2 separate regions of the Arachis hypogaea genome follow, and region 2 is linked to region 1. The links are chromatin contacts, called in public Hi-C maps. All regions are on one chromosome and are shown on one strand. The core of a region is the stretch at or near the end of the contact, and the rest is flanking DNA. Distances in the headings are between cores, read along the strand shown. Region 1 overlaps LOC112756009 (ribosomal RNA-processing protein 8). Region 2 holds the start of LOC112756011.

Region 1 (6,761 bases), core at 2,672-5,171:
AGGAAAGAAATTGAATGGCCTTTGCTTAAACCTTGTTTGTACAAGCGCCGTTGAGACCAAGTTAGCTTGCTTTCTTTTTTATGTTCCTCAATTCTCACTTGTTATATGCTCAAAATTTTAACCATCTTTTTTTTTTTTTTCCCATATATGCCTGTCTTGTTGATCATTAAGGCATTGTTTGTTACATTGTATTAGGTCTTATATTAAAATTTCAGGTTTCATGATGCTAAATAGTATATTTTTATGTTCGAGTCCAGCAATATTATACATAGTTCTTATCGTACTCTATGCTAAGATTTATATATTTAAGGTATGTTTGGTTGGAGGGTAAACATCAGGATAAAAAATGTATCATAATAGTAGATAAATACCATGACTTACGATGTTAGTTCTGTTAAAAAAATTTACATTATATTAATACTCTCATATGAAGTTGAAAATAAAAAACCCATATAACTATGACATGAACACTCCCATACCAAGGTCGCCAGTATAATTTTTCATTATCGAGTTTAGTCAGTCTTATAAAATTCCATCACTCCTAAAGCAAAGCAGGCTTGGCATGCAACTTGAAAATTAGAAAACCCTGGTTTTCCACAAAATCCTGGAATTCTGTCATGGTTCTTCACTGCCATTATCAAGAAACATGAGATTGTCAAAGCCTGTAACCATTTTATCAGCTTCTGTGGGTTGAATTACTTCAGGCATTATGAAATCCACAACTATCACTTTATCATTTTGTGGCAAAGATTTGTAACAATTCCTTATGATTTTCAATCTTCCTCACACCAATTGTGCAATACACCCTGCAAATATAATTGGAAATGCATATTGTAATCACATAACATGCAAAATAGGTGGTATGATTTTGAGATGATAAATAGCTCAGTAAGATTATTTTATATCTGTAGTTATTTTTTTCTTCACGGTGACAGTACATACACAAATTAAATCCAACAAGTTATTAATGGACAATTAGGAATATGATGAAATCGTAGTCAAGTGTTATAAGTTAAATTGTTTGGACTATAACCTTCAATAATATGGCATACAAACATGTCTCCTGCAATTTGTTCTATACCTACAAAGAATTTCATAATTCATTATTTAGTAGTAGTAATATATAAAAGAATTAAGCAATGTTATTTGAGCTTTTGATTATTGATTAATTGTGGAATTCAGGATATCAATCTTTCAATTGTTGTTTAAATCAGATCATGCAATGTATTATTGCTCCGGAGCAAAGTTGAACAACCCAACCAAAGAGACTCATACTAAACTTATTATTGTTTTTATAATAATATAATGAATCACCAAGTTTTGGGCAAAACACTATAATAAGCTAACATCAGTTCAAATTTACCTATATGAGCCAAAAGGAAAATCGATTCAGCAATAAGCCAAATGGTATTTTAATGTAATTCGAACCAGGCTAGTTCGAACTGCATTTAGGAATAAATCGAACCAGGCCAGTTCGAATTAGGAAGAAAGAGTTGTTAGTAAATCGAACCAGGCTGGTTCGAACTAGCAATGCATGTAATTCGAACCACCCTAGTTCGAATTATAGGTAAGTTAGTGTCTTCAAGTAATTCGAACCACCCTGGTTCGAATTACACTTAAGCTGCGTTCTTAGTAATCGAACCACCCTGGTTCGAATTACTAGTGATTGGGTATATAAGGAGTTCGAATCAGCCTCATTCGAACCATTCTCACCTTCCCCTACCCCACCAAATCTCAGAGAAAACGATCCAGATTCTCTCTGACAAAGACCTCGCCGGATGCTGTAAGTCTTCACACTTAACAGGGCCTCGTCTTTATCCTGAAATTGGTGACCAACCTGGAACTCTGTCAAACCAGCAGTCCCTTCAGCATCTCTAGCTCCGAATCCAACAGAGTGCCCTGAAACACCCTCTTGCCTCATGGCATCCAGGTCCAAAGAGGAAAAATGTGGTGGATACTGATGTGTGCCAGAACTAGAACCACCGACCGCCAATGCAGGCTCAGTCGGTCCAACCTCGTCGCCACTGTCATCCTCAATCATATCCGGTTCGACGTCGTCCTCCTCTACATCACCCAACACTCCGTCTCCGACGCCAACCGGTGGAACTCCCTGTAAAGCGTTCGGCAGAATATCAACTGATCCTACCACGTCGCCTACTCCATCATTGAGATCAACAGCAAAAGACGGGGAGGCGACTGGTTGAACCGCTGGCTCGTACACAGGACGGACGAAGAAGCAACGGCAGAACTGGAACCGGCTGCCGCTGCTTCAGTGGTGGCATTCCGGTTCGAACCCCCTGAGCTGGATACCACATCAACCAGCTTTGCCAACAACTCTGGTGTCCTCACCTCGGAAAACTGCCTCCGACATAGAAACATGACTTGCAGGTCCTCATCACTACCAATCGTGAAGCAATCATACTTCACGGTATCCTGCAAGACAGTGATTGGAATGCGATAGAAAAACTTCTTCACTCGCTTCGCACCTTCCAGACCAAGTTTCATCAGCACATATCTAACAAGGTCATCATAGCTCGTCGTTGGTTTCACGACAATACAGAGAGGATCCTTATCTGTAAACTTCACACCGGAGCGAGTTTTCCTCTTAATGGATCCTCTGTGGTGAACCAAAACCACAAAACTCTCCTCACTAGCCATCTTACACCCTCTATGAGAGCAACTCACGTTTAGAACCATATATATACTGCACTGTCTACCACTAAATCGAACCGGACTGGTTCGAATTCAGTTTGTGTAATTCGAACCAGCCTGGTTCGAATTACTTGATGCAGCGTCTCCCCATATAATTCGAACCAGCTTGGTTCGAATTATGTGCTGCAGTTTCCTCCCCTGTAATTCGAACCACCCTGGTTCGATTTACTTGAACCAATTACTCTCTTAGTAATTCGAACCACCCTGGTTCGAATTACTCATGAATAGAGTTCGAACCATACTGGTTCGAATTACATAAAGATAGGTCTTGACTCATTGCTGAAACAATTTTCACTTTGGCTTATTTAGGTAATTCTCAACTTCCCTTGGCTTATAATGGTTTTTTGCCCCCAAGTTTTGATTCATTATAGTGAATTTTTCTAATTCGAAATGAGTAAATTATCATTGAAGTTCAACAATGTATGAGGAAAAATTTAGATGATGTTACAATTTTATATCATATATACTAGAAACAAAAATCTAAAAACAAAATTTAAAGAGTTACATCTAAAATAACTTTAATATGAAATTTTTGAAAGAAAAAGTTGTTTAATAAACTTTTTACTTTAGGCCCTTAATTAATTAAGTGATGTACCTGGAAATGTTGGAGCATTTAGAATCACTTGGGGCAGATCAAAATTGACACCCTTAATTGAAAGATACTTGTTGATAATCATTTTTTTTTTTCAAATGGTTTGTCAGCTCCCAATCTTAGGCATTACAAATTCACCCACACCACATTTACACAATACTTAAGGGTTCCATCTACTATTTGGTCCAGTCAAATTTCGAATCTGTACACGGAATATAGTCGATTAAAATTTTTTATATATCTTGTCTGTACATATTTCGTTTACAATATAAAAGAGATACTTATATAATTGTCTCATTTACAGTATAAATAGGATAAATAATACAATATAAATTATTATATTCTCAAATTATGTATTTAAGTAAATAGAATATTTAATTTATTTATTTGAAAAAAAAAGTCCTCATCTCTATGGTACAACCGTACAAATGTTGGCCATTCCTTTGTTTTTTTGTGTTTTTTTTTTTTTTGTCACGGGCCATTGCTTTGTTACACACATCGGTTCCATTTTGGGTCAGACTGAATTCCTTGATTTGTTGGCATTCCATGAGTTTTCATGAACAGGCCTTTATCACAGTCCAAAAGTATGTCCTTAAAATTGAAGCTAATAGCATGAAACATAAAATCTTGGTCAATCTTTTTTTTGTAACAATAACAGCAAAGTCTTACCCTATTGGTTTGGGTAGACAACATAGATCAAACAATGTCATTGTCTTCTATCATATTTATAATGAAATTGCTAATACTTAGAATTTTTTTGACCACCTCATAAAGTTTTTTAGTTCTTCCTCTGCCATTTGTGTCCACTTTTCATCCTATCCACATTTTTAACTAAGTACTTTGTTGATATTTTTTTCACATGTTTAAATCATTTGAGATGAGATTCTACCATCTTTCTACAATAAGTGCTACTCTAACTTTTTCTCTTGTATCTTCATTCCTTATTTTATCCATATATGTAACCACTCATCTATCTTCACATATTCGTCTCTGCTACAATTAGCTTATATTTATACTCTTCTTTTGCCGTACAATACTTTATTCCATTTAACATAGCCGGTCTAATGGCAGTGCAATAACATTTTCTTTTAAGTTTTAGAGTTAATTTTTTGTCACATATAAAATAAGATACAAATCACTACTGTAACCAACCAACTTATATCCGATATTTTACGTCCTCTTTAATTTTTTTATTCTCTTATATGATACGCCTAAGATAATTAAAACACTTTACTTATGATAAAATATTTTTTTTCAATTTTTACTTCTATATTATTATTTTTCCATCACTTACCAAATTTACATTCTATATATACTGTCTTACTGTAGCTTATACTCAAATTATACCCTTCTAAAACTCGTCTTCATAACTTTAGACATTTGTATGAGTAAATTAAAAAAAAAAAAAACCTTAATATTAGAATTAGTTCATCACACTTGATCTTTAAAATGGAGTAATGTTTTTTTTTTCTCCGTTTATCCCAAACTTGACTTCACAAATAATTTAAGATGGTATAGTAATTTATTGATCCATTGTGGAAATTCAATTGTTTGGCCAATTGAAGGGAAAATAAAATTCTCAATTAAATGATTAATTAATTCATTACTTAATTAAATGGGGATAAGGTTTCTTCAATTCACTGTCTAGATCAGAATCAGAGGGGGCATGTGTCCATGTCCTTGTGTTTACAGGTTTTTTTTGGCTGTTTATATCTTTATTACTATCTCAGCATATTTAATCAAAATATCTTAGCTTCAATGATATGGAATATTAAATAATATTTTATTATAAAATTATCTTTTAATTTTATTAGTTAGACAATTTAGAATTTATAATTAAAATTTAAGATTTAAAATTTAAAATTCAAAATTAAAAAAAATTAATTAATATTAACCATAAAAAGTTGACTTTCTAATCAAACTCTAGCTAGGCAAATAGTCTAGATATTAATTGTATATCAAATGGGTAAAAAATAGAATTAGAGGACTATACAAAAATATTATCTTATGGGCAATATATTAATATTAATTGTATATAGATCAAATTAAACCACTAGCTAGGATGTCTGACTTTTCTGTAAATTCTTATGTTTTCACTTTTCACCAACCCCATAAAAAAAAAAGTTTTTACCAAGAATATATCCGTTTAGAAAAACATGTAGTTTTTGGAGCCATGCATATATATTCAGTAGAAATTATCAAATAGAACAAATGAGCCCTGCAAACGTTGGAAAAGATAAAAATAGATACATATCTTCTCTGCCAATTCTGAACACATAGCACAAATTTAATTGAATATAGATAACATGGAAACAAAAAAAACAAAATTGAACCCTAAAAGGAGGCAAGAGTATATAGTAGTAGTTCAAATTTCATAGAGAAGTTGGATTTCATTTTTCATTGTGAAGTCATTTTTTTCCAGATATCCATCACCACCTGATGACAAATGAGAAATGATGGGACCAAAAATTGAAAATGATTTAATAAAGTTATATATGAACCCAAAATAAATGTAGAGATATGTACTCCAAATTGAGTATATAATCACAGATTTTAACTGTAAATAACATTTTCTTATTCGTTTAATGGGTTTTACTAATTAATATGCCTTAAAGAAAATTGTCAAGGAATGAAAAGTATAATTTTTGTGATATTATTTTTTAAAAAGTCAATATTAAAGAAAATTTATTATTTATTAATTTATTAATTTTTTTTTTTTTTTGTATCATTATTTTTTTTATATAGGCTTCCTTGAATGAAACATGGCTCATCCATAGGAGACACCCCCATTTTATTCTCTATCCTTCTTATTATTGACACATAACAAGACATTCAAAATGTTTTACTAGGTCCCCTATATGTATGGTCCTATGTACATTATTACTGAAGAAAAGTATGACACTGCTGGATTTGGTGTATATGCATGCATGTGTACATCAACCATGTTTGATAAATATAAATTAAAATGTGACACCATATTTTTGGGACCATTTCTGATACAATTCATGCTGCATGTTTTTTGTGGGGACCTTCCCACGTACAAAACCTTCATATAAAAGTATTATAGATTAAATAATGTGTTGATGTTATTTTTATTTGTGATGTTATTAATAGAAAGTATTTGACTTTAAAAATAAATAATATGGATCATCATCATATGCAATAAAAATTATTACAGTTTTGAGTGAAATAATTGAAGAATAAATATGAATGTAGACGTCATGAAATTATTTTTTAAAATAATTTAAATCGATATAAAAAAGATACACCAACTATAAATTATTGGTATGAATTATGCAATTATTAATCAGTGATTCTGACAATAATGTCACCCTCTCACCTTGACTTATATAAAATTATGAACATGTGTACATGAATGAATTCATGGAGCACTATTTTCCATTTGAATTTTATATATATATCACCTAGCTACCATGTACATTCTCTACAATATTAA
Region 2 (7,089 bases), core at 78-2,577, 42 kb after region 1:
AAAAGCTCAACACAACAAGGTGAAGCAACCAGAAAGTACAAAGTTATTAGGTAATAAAACAGAAAATTAAACTGTAGTCATCTCCAGCATAGCTATCAATAACTAGAAGGATTAAAATCAGTCTACTCTTTGTAGCTCCTAATCGAACTTACTTATACTAGTGAAGACATTGATGAGTTGATTAAGAAAGCATTCAACTTACAGGGATCCCAAGTGCCCAGGACTTAGCAGTAGCAATGAGAGCAGTGGGGAGACCCTTCATCCCTCGGCCATCCTCGCTGTAACCTCCAAGAAAGTAAGCACCAAGGAACCATCCTGTGCAGCATTATCCAATCAAGAGTGCTATTTATACAATCTAATGAGAATGAAGCAAAGTACCGGCTATGAAAGGATCGGCGGTTCGCAGGGTTTGGAGGTCCATGGTAGATAATCCATGACTGTATCTTCCAATGGTGGCAAAGACAAGTAAGGCCAATACATCCACACCAGCTAGCAGAGCCACACGCCTGAACAATAATCATGTTTTCACTAACTTGTAAAATATTAAACTATTCTTTCACCTTAATCCATAACAACAATAAAAAAGTTTCGCCACAAATTCAGTTCAACAGAATACATAAATTCAATTACAATTTTAATCTTTATTATTTTATTTTATGTTTAATTATTATTATCTTATTTTTATTTGCTTTTATCTATTTTTAGGCCAATGCTATATATATATTTAATTTTATCTTCATAATACAATTCAATTCAATCAATTAAAAAATACAAAATATAATATTCTTTCTCTCTTCTTTTTCTTATTCTTTCACAATTTTATCATTTTGACTCGGAAAAATTTAAAGAAAAAGGCAAGATTACCCCCATTTTTGAATACGGGAAGAAGAAGAGGAGGAGGTTGGCTTGTCAAACTGGATGACACCCTCCAATGGAACATCCTGGGCAGTGACAAAAAGGGGTTGGTCATTGGAGGTAGCTGAAGAATTGGAATTGTTGTTGTCTCCTTGAGCCTTGGTGATTGTGAGATGATGAAAGGGTCTTCTTGTTGTTGGATTAAGATGGAATGAGGATGGAAGGGGTTTCAAGTTTAGAGATGAACAAGGGGTCAAGAAGGACGCAATTCCAGCCATGGATGGATCCACGATTCACTTCGATTTTATTATCCACACACTACAAAAACAAATAACCAATTAAGCAAAAATACACACACATTCACTCTACTGACACACACCCATTAGATACTCTTTTTTTCATCAGAGAGATTCCAACCCATGTAGCACCTTTAAGAAGCAAATACATTTGCCATTGGGACAAGCCTCAGCCACAAAGCTAATTGGTAATTGTTGAAAGCAAAATAAAAGCCCAAATTCTTTTGTCAAAATGGCTATGCTTTAGTAATCAACTATGACCTAACGTCCTAACCCATCCGTTTATTGAAGCCCAGTATGAATATTTACTTCTTGGGCCATCATATTTTGTACCTCTGACCCTTTGACATATTTTTTAGGCCCAAAAAGTGTAATTCAAGCCCAGAAAAAACATGAAAATGCTTGACAAGATTGTTAGGTGATTTTTATTTTTGGATATTAACAAATGTTGTTAAGTTGAATACAGCTTTACTCTATGGATAACAAATTGGCTTACTAATTTGCTATAACTCTAATGCACCTTGGAAAACAAATAATTACTCAAATCAGTCCGAATTGTTTTTAAGATTTGACATTTTAGTCTTTTAAATATTAAAATTATAAATAATCTCTAAAGTTTAATTTCGTCAATCTCGTATAAATTATTCCGTTAGTTATTCACAAAAAATATTAACATAGAACATTAAGTCACATACGTGACCATTAAATATTTACATATGCGAGATGGACGAATCAATCTCTGTGGTAAGATAGATGAATCAATCCCTCGACTCCACAACCTTCTTCCTTTCCAACACACTTTTCTCCACTATAACAGTTCATGTCTCCTCCTCCTTCTCATCATCTCCAATCTCCCTTCTCTACTCCTCTTCCATTGCCCCTCTCCTCTTTTTCATCATTAACTTTGTCCTCTTTTATATCGCCTCCACTCGTGATACGTGTTTTAAATGTTCGTGTGTATCATGAAGAGTGCAAGTATTATTTTGTAGTTATTAGCTTAAATTTTTTAAATATTAAAATGTTAAGTTTAATTTCATGTATTTTTATTTTATTTATTTTGTTAGCATATTGGACTTTATGTTACTTGGTTTAAGATTTTTTATCTTTAACCTAGTATGAGGTATATAAATACCTTTTAAACTATTGTAGGTGTCAAACATAGATTAGAGGAATGAAAAATCACTTGAGAGTTTCGTGAAAAAATTATGGTATAGACAAATGAGGTTGAGTGAGTCCCTCTCTTATTGTATCAAAAAATTGGATAAAAGGTAGAGTAATTTCCTTCCGTTCAATTTCAGTTTATCCAAACTATGGTAATATAGACAAGTAAGTTTAAATGAGTCCACTTCATGTTACATTAAGAAATAGAATAAAAAGTAGAATAATTTCCTTTGTACTTAATTTTAATCTATTCTTTTTGTTGTGGCGAATGAGAGTGTGTTGAAAAGATGGAAAATTATAAGGTCGAGAGACTAATTCTTTCAGCTCGCACGTATAAACACTTAACGGCACGTGTGCAAGCTAACGTTCTATATTAGTATTTTCTATTAGTGATTAACAAAATAATTTAAATAGAAACTAATTTAATTAATATAATTAAACTTTGAAAATTATTTTTTTATATTTTAAAATTTAGAAGACGAAAGTATCTGATTTTAAAAAATTCAAAAACGAAAATAAATAATTACTTAAAAAAAAAAAAGAGAGTTTGGCCAACTTTAAAATTATTATTGACAACTCTATTAATGGAACTCTATGATAGCTCTATCGAATAGTTTGCCCACTTTCTATACTTGCTTCTTAGTTCATAATAATGAGAAAATAAACAAGTGAATGAATCTCGAGCAAATAAAACATAAGTCGCTATATATCATTACCTCATCAAAACATATATATATATATATATATATATATATATATATATATATATATATGTTTTTCTTCAATTTTTTATTTAAGAGCGAAAATGGACTTACTAGATAGCTCTGCACAATAATTTAATTTATCTCTAACCTAGACATATGTGACCCCCCACTCCATGCGTTACAACACCCAACATATATAAAACAAAACAAAATTATGTGTTACATGTGTCTATGCATTTTCTAGGCACATGCATGCATGTTACATATCCATGTTTAGTGCATGTCTTTGGAAATTCAGCAACGGTTTGATTTGTTGCTCAATTTCAAACATCATATCTAAATTAATAAATAAAGTTGTTCAATAATTAATCTTATCCTCATCCAACCTAACATAATCATATAGATATTGTTTGAGATAACCTCAAGCTAAGACATTATTGCAATTATTGCAGTCCAAAATAATTCAAGCCAAATAATAAAAGGAAGAGACAAAAGAATGAAAAGATAGATCCATGTCACATGATGAACATATATATCATCTTGGTCTTGGGTGATTGATTTACTATTACCTATATGATATGTGTACGTTTACCCCTCTAAAGTCAAAACAATATCTTTGTAGATTAGGCCTACTAGAAGTAGAAAGACTAGAACCTTCCTTTCTTGTTCTTGATAAAGACACATCAAATGGTGATCAATATTCAATACGGAGTAAAATATTATTTTTGTTCTGATGTTTAGGGTAAGTTCTATTTGTGTCCCTAACGTTTAAATCGTCATATTTATATTCCTAACGTTTATAAAAATGGTTCAATATTATCTTATTATCAATTATACTAACAAATCAGATTATATTTTTCAATTATTCTCACTTGGATGTATTCATTCTCAATTAGATCTCACTTAGATGTGTTCGATTTTAATATTATACCCACTATTTGTGTTTAGATTCAATTATGTCTATAGAAAAGTGAATTATATAAATGTTGTAGGAATTATTTTCAACTTTTGATGAGTTATTTTTCGGAATAAATCATCAATTTTATCTCAGACATTTGTATTATAACTTCAAGAAGAGATTTTTAAAACTCAAACTAAAGCGCTCATGATGTGTAATTGATGGCAGGATAACATTGAATCACTTTTACAAACGTTAGGAATACAAATAGGACGATTTAAACGTTAGGGACAAAAACGATACTTTACTCTTCAATACATGTATATAAGAAGCTAAGCTAAGGGAAAAAGAATAATTTGTAATTCATATTTGTAAGACACTATAATAATATATTCTTATTTCATTAATAGTTAGAACATAAATTTTACCTAGTGTAGATTTAATTGTAAATAAAAACATATTTAAATAGTTTTTTAATTAAATATAATAATTTACATTATTTTACTATAAAAAAGATTTAGCATAGACAATTTCAATAATAAAATATATAAACTAATTTAATATAAATTGAATTAATTTGACAAAATTATCTAAAATATTACATAAAATTATCAAATAAACTTGTTTTATATATTCTATCAAACTAATTCAATTTTTATTATAAATCGAATTAGTTTATATTTTTTTACCATTAAAATTATGTGGCTAATTTTTTTTTAATAGATGTGAGATGAGTGATATACTTTAACATAGTAATTTTGAGTATTTTTTAAAACTGCAGAAGATACAGAAATTATTATTCCAAATTTTGTACCTCAAAATTTTTAATCTTTTTAAAGTAGAAATCAAAAAGTCCAATTTCTAAAAAATCAAAAGATAGTCCAATTTTTGTATTTCAAATTAAACGATATCACATTTAAAATTAACTTCCAATAATTTATAATCTAAAAAATTACCATGGTCAACTCCATATAAAAATAAAAAGTGAATGTATCTTAAAGTTTTTATGATAAAAAAGTTCTAACATTATTCAAAAACTTAAAATAATGCCCTAATTCCCAAGGTTTGTCTAGTGAAAGCCACAATTTCCTACAAGCTATATATAGTTGTCTATAATATAAGCTACTACGTGTCTTGATCAATCTTTACATAAGATAGCAATATGATATTCTCAACACTAGTCACAGGTCAGATATTATATATATATATGAACAATTTCTCCATTGTCCTACATATATAGCAATGTTGAGGTGTAATTGTTTGCCTTACTGCGTTTCTTATTTTTGTTACTTCTAGGCATGTATGTGTAACATAATGTGATTATGTTTCCGCTTTCTAGCTTTCAAACCCTATTTTCTAGCTAGGTTATATTAGGCATGCACTATATTGCATGACCTAAATCGATGAAAAATTAAAATCATGCTATCATGTATATAGATTGTGTTTTATACGATATTGAAATTGTATGTATACAATTTAGTCTCCTTGGTTGCATTACAATCTGATTTTTATACGAACAACACAAAAAAAAAAAAAACACATGATTTAGAGATATGACCGAATTTAAGAATAATACAAAGTCAGAAAATTACACATCATCAACAATATCTAAAATCAAACCATCAGTGGCAGCACTCAAAAGAAGGAAGAAGAAACTAACAATTGAAGAATTGAAAAAGCTAGATAAATCGAAAAATCGAATTTATCTTAGGTTAGGGTTTAAATTAAAAAAAAAAAGTATAAACTGCATAAAAATATTTTAAGAGAGATAGAAAAAAAAATCAAATTAAGCACGGAATTTAAAAGTGAAAATCGTTCGATTTTGTTACGGTGATCATTGAGTTTGTGGTCATTGAAAAAACTTGTCTCAAATTAGTCACGAACAAACAAAATCGTCTAAAAACTTCACAAAATTTAGCTGCAGAAATACAAGACGTTGCAAGTGGTTACCACGATCATCAAAATTTGCCACTATTTTTAGTTCGCGAATATTTTTCCGTTGGTAACCTCCGTATTTCTGGCAGTGTCTGTATTGTCAATTATCGTTTTCCTTTTATCACATTCTCATGGATTATTATATTAGGATAAAATCTATGTATCATGCATCACTTCATGCAATAGTTGGAACTTAAATAGATATGAAAATAGTCGTCACTCGCTAGTTCATTTTATTAGTGATGAGTCGACGAGTTATCCTTACAATATTAGCGAAAATATGACTTGTTTATAAACCAGTTATTTTGGCTCGATTCAATAACTCGTGAATTAAGCGAACTAGGATGAGGCTAAACAAGCATAAATACTTGTTCTAATTTTATTAAATTTAGTGTGATCTGGATTTATTATGTTCTATACAATTTAAAAAATATATATTAAAATATGAAAAAGAATAACTTTGTAATAAGACGCAAATAAAACTTCAATTTAAAGGTGATAGTATCCATCCTCTAATTAAGATCATATATAGAAATAGTATTGGTGTAAATTGAATTTCTTTTGTCATTTGACCTAGTTTGGAAATCGCAATAATAATATAGTAAATACTTGGCCGTCTAATAATGTAAATTATTGTTGTTTAATTGAAGAAAGTTCAGGTAGATGGAAAAGCAAGTAGTAGAAAAAACGAAGCAAATAAGGCACACCTATTTGTAGTACTCTAATATGTCCTATCTAACTAGCTAGTTAATAATTAAACTAAGTTAATTTGATCTAGTAGTTAATTCATTAATCCGTTTAAGTAAATATTGAAGTTTAAATCTCGTCTTTTAGTGAAAAAAAAATCATATCAAATTTATATGTATTTCATTTTGTGTATTAAAAATAATTAATAAAAGATAAACAATGTATTGTATATCATTAAAAATATTTTAAAAAAATGTATAAAAAATATTTTTTAAGAGAGGAAGTTGTGTGGGAAAGGAGAGAGAAGAAAATATCAAGTGTGGGCCCACAATCATTAAAGGCCCATTAACAAATGGTACCAAAAGAGAGACGTAACAGCAAGTAGGACATACTATAAAGGTAGGTGGGCCCCAGCCCAACCTGTCGGCCTTGGGGAGGCTCGCTCTCTCCCAGCCCAACATTCTCTCTCTCTCTCTCTCTCTCTCTCTCTCTCTCTCTCTCTCTCTCTCTCTCTCTCTCTCTCTCTCTCTCTCTCTCTCTCTCTCTCTCTCTC

Evidence for each region. Hi-C and Micro-C count contacts between places; a contact is called where the count stands out from the background.
Region 2: a Hi-C map of an unstated tissue shows a contact between it and region 1, with 8 times the contacts expected there. The contact joins the promoter of LOC112756011 here to the enhancer-like site in region 1. A contact is called at or near these places in 4 of 8 Hi-C or Micro-C datasets (leaf and an unstated tissue).

What each region holds. Positions count from the first base shown.
Region 1 is chr6:115,324,255-115,331,015 of arahy.Tifrunner.gnm2.J5K5, forward strand. LOC112756009 (ribosomal RNA-processing protein 8) reads left to right here. Exons shown (of 10, transcript XM_029294105.2): 10 at 1-231. The coding sequence ends at 54. Among protein-coding and RNA genes, the nearest start is that of LOC112756009, 6.5 kb to the left of the region's middle. Within about 2 kb of position 3,922, at least 2 of the 3 cell types and tissues checked have open chromatin away from gene starts, as enhancers often do.
Region 2 is chr6:115,368,436-115,375,524 of arahy.Tifrunner.gnm2.J5K5, forward strand. LOC112756011 reads right to left here and starts at 1,328. Exons shown (of 5, transcript XM_025804399.3): 1 at 865-1,328; 2 at 379-506; 3 at 203-315. The coding sequence starts at 1,133.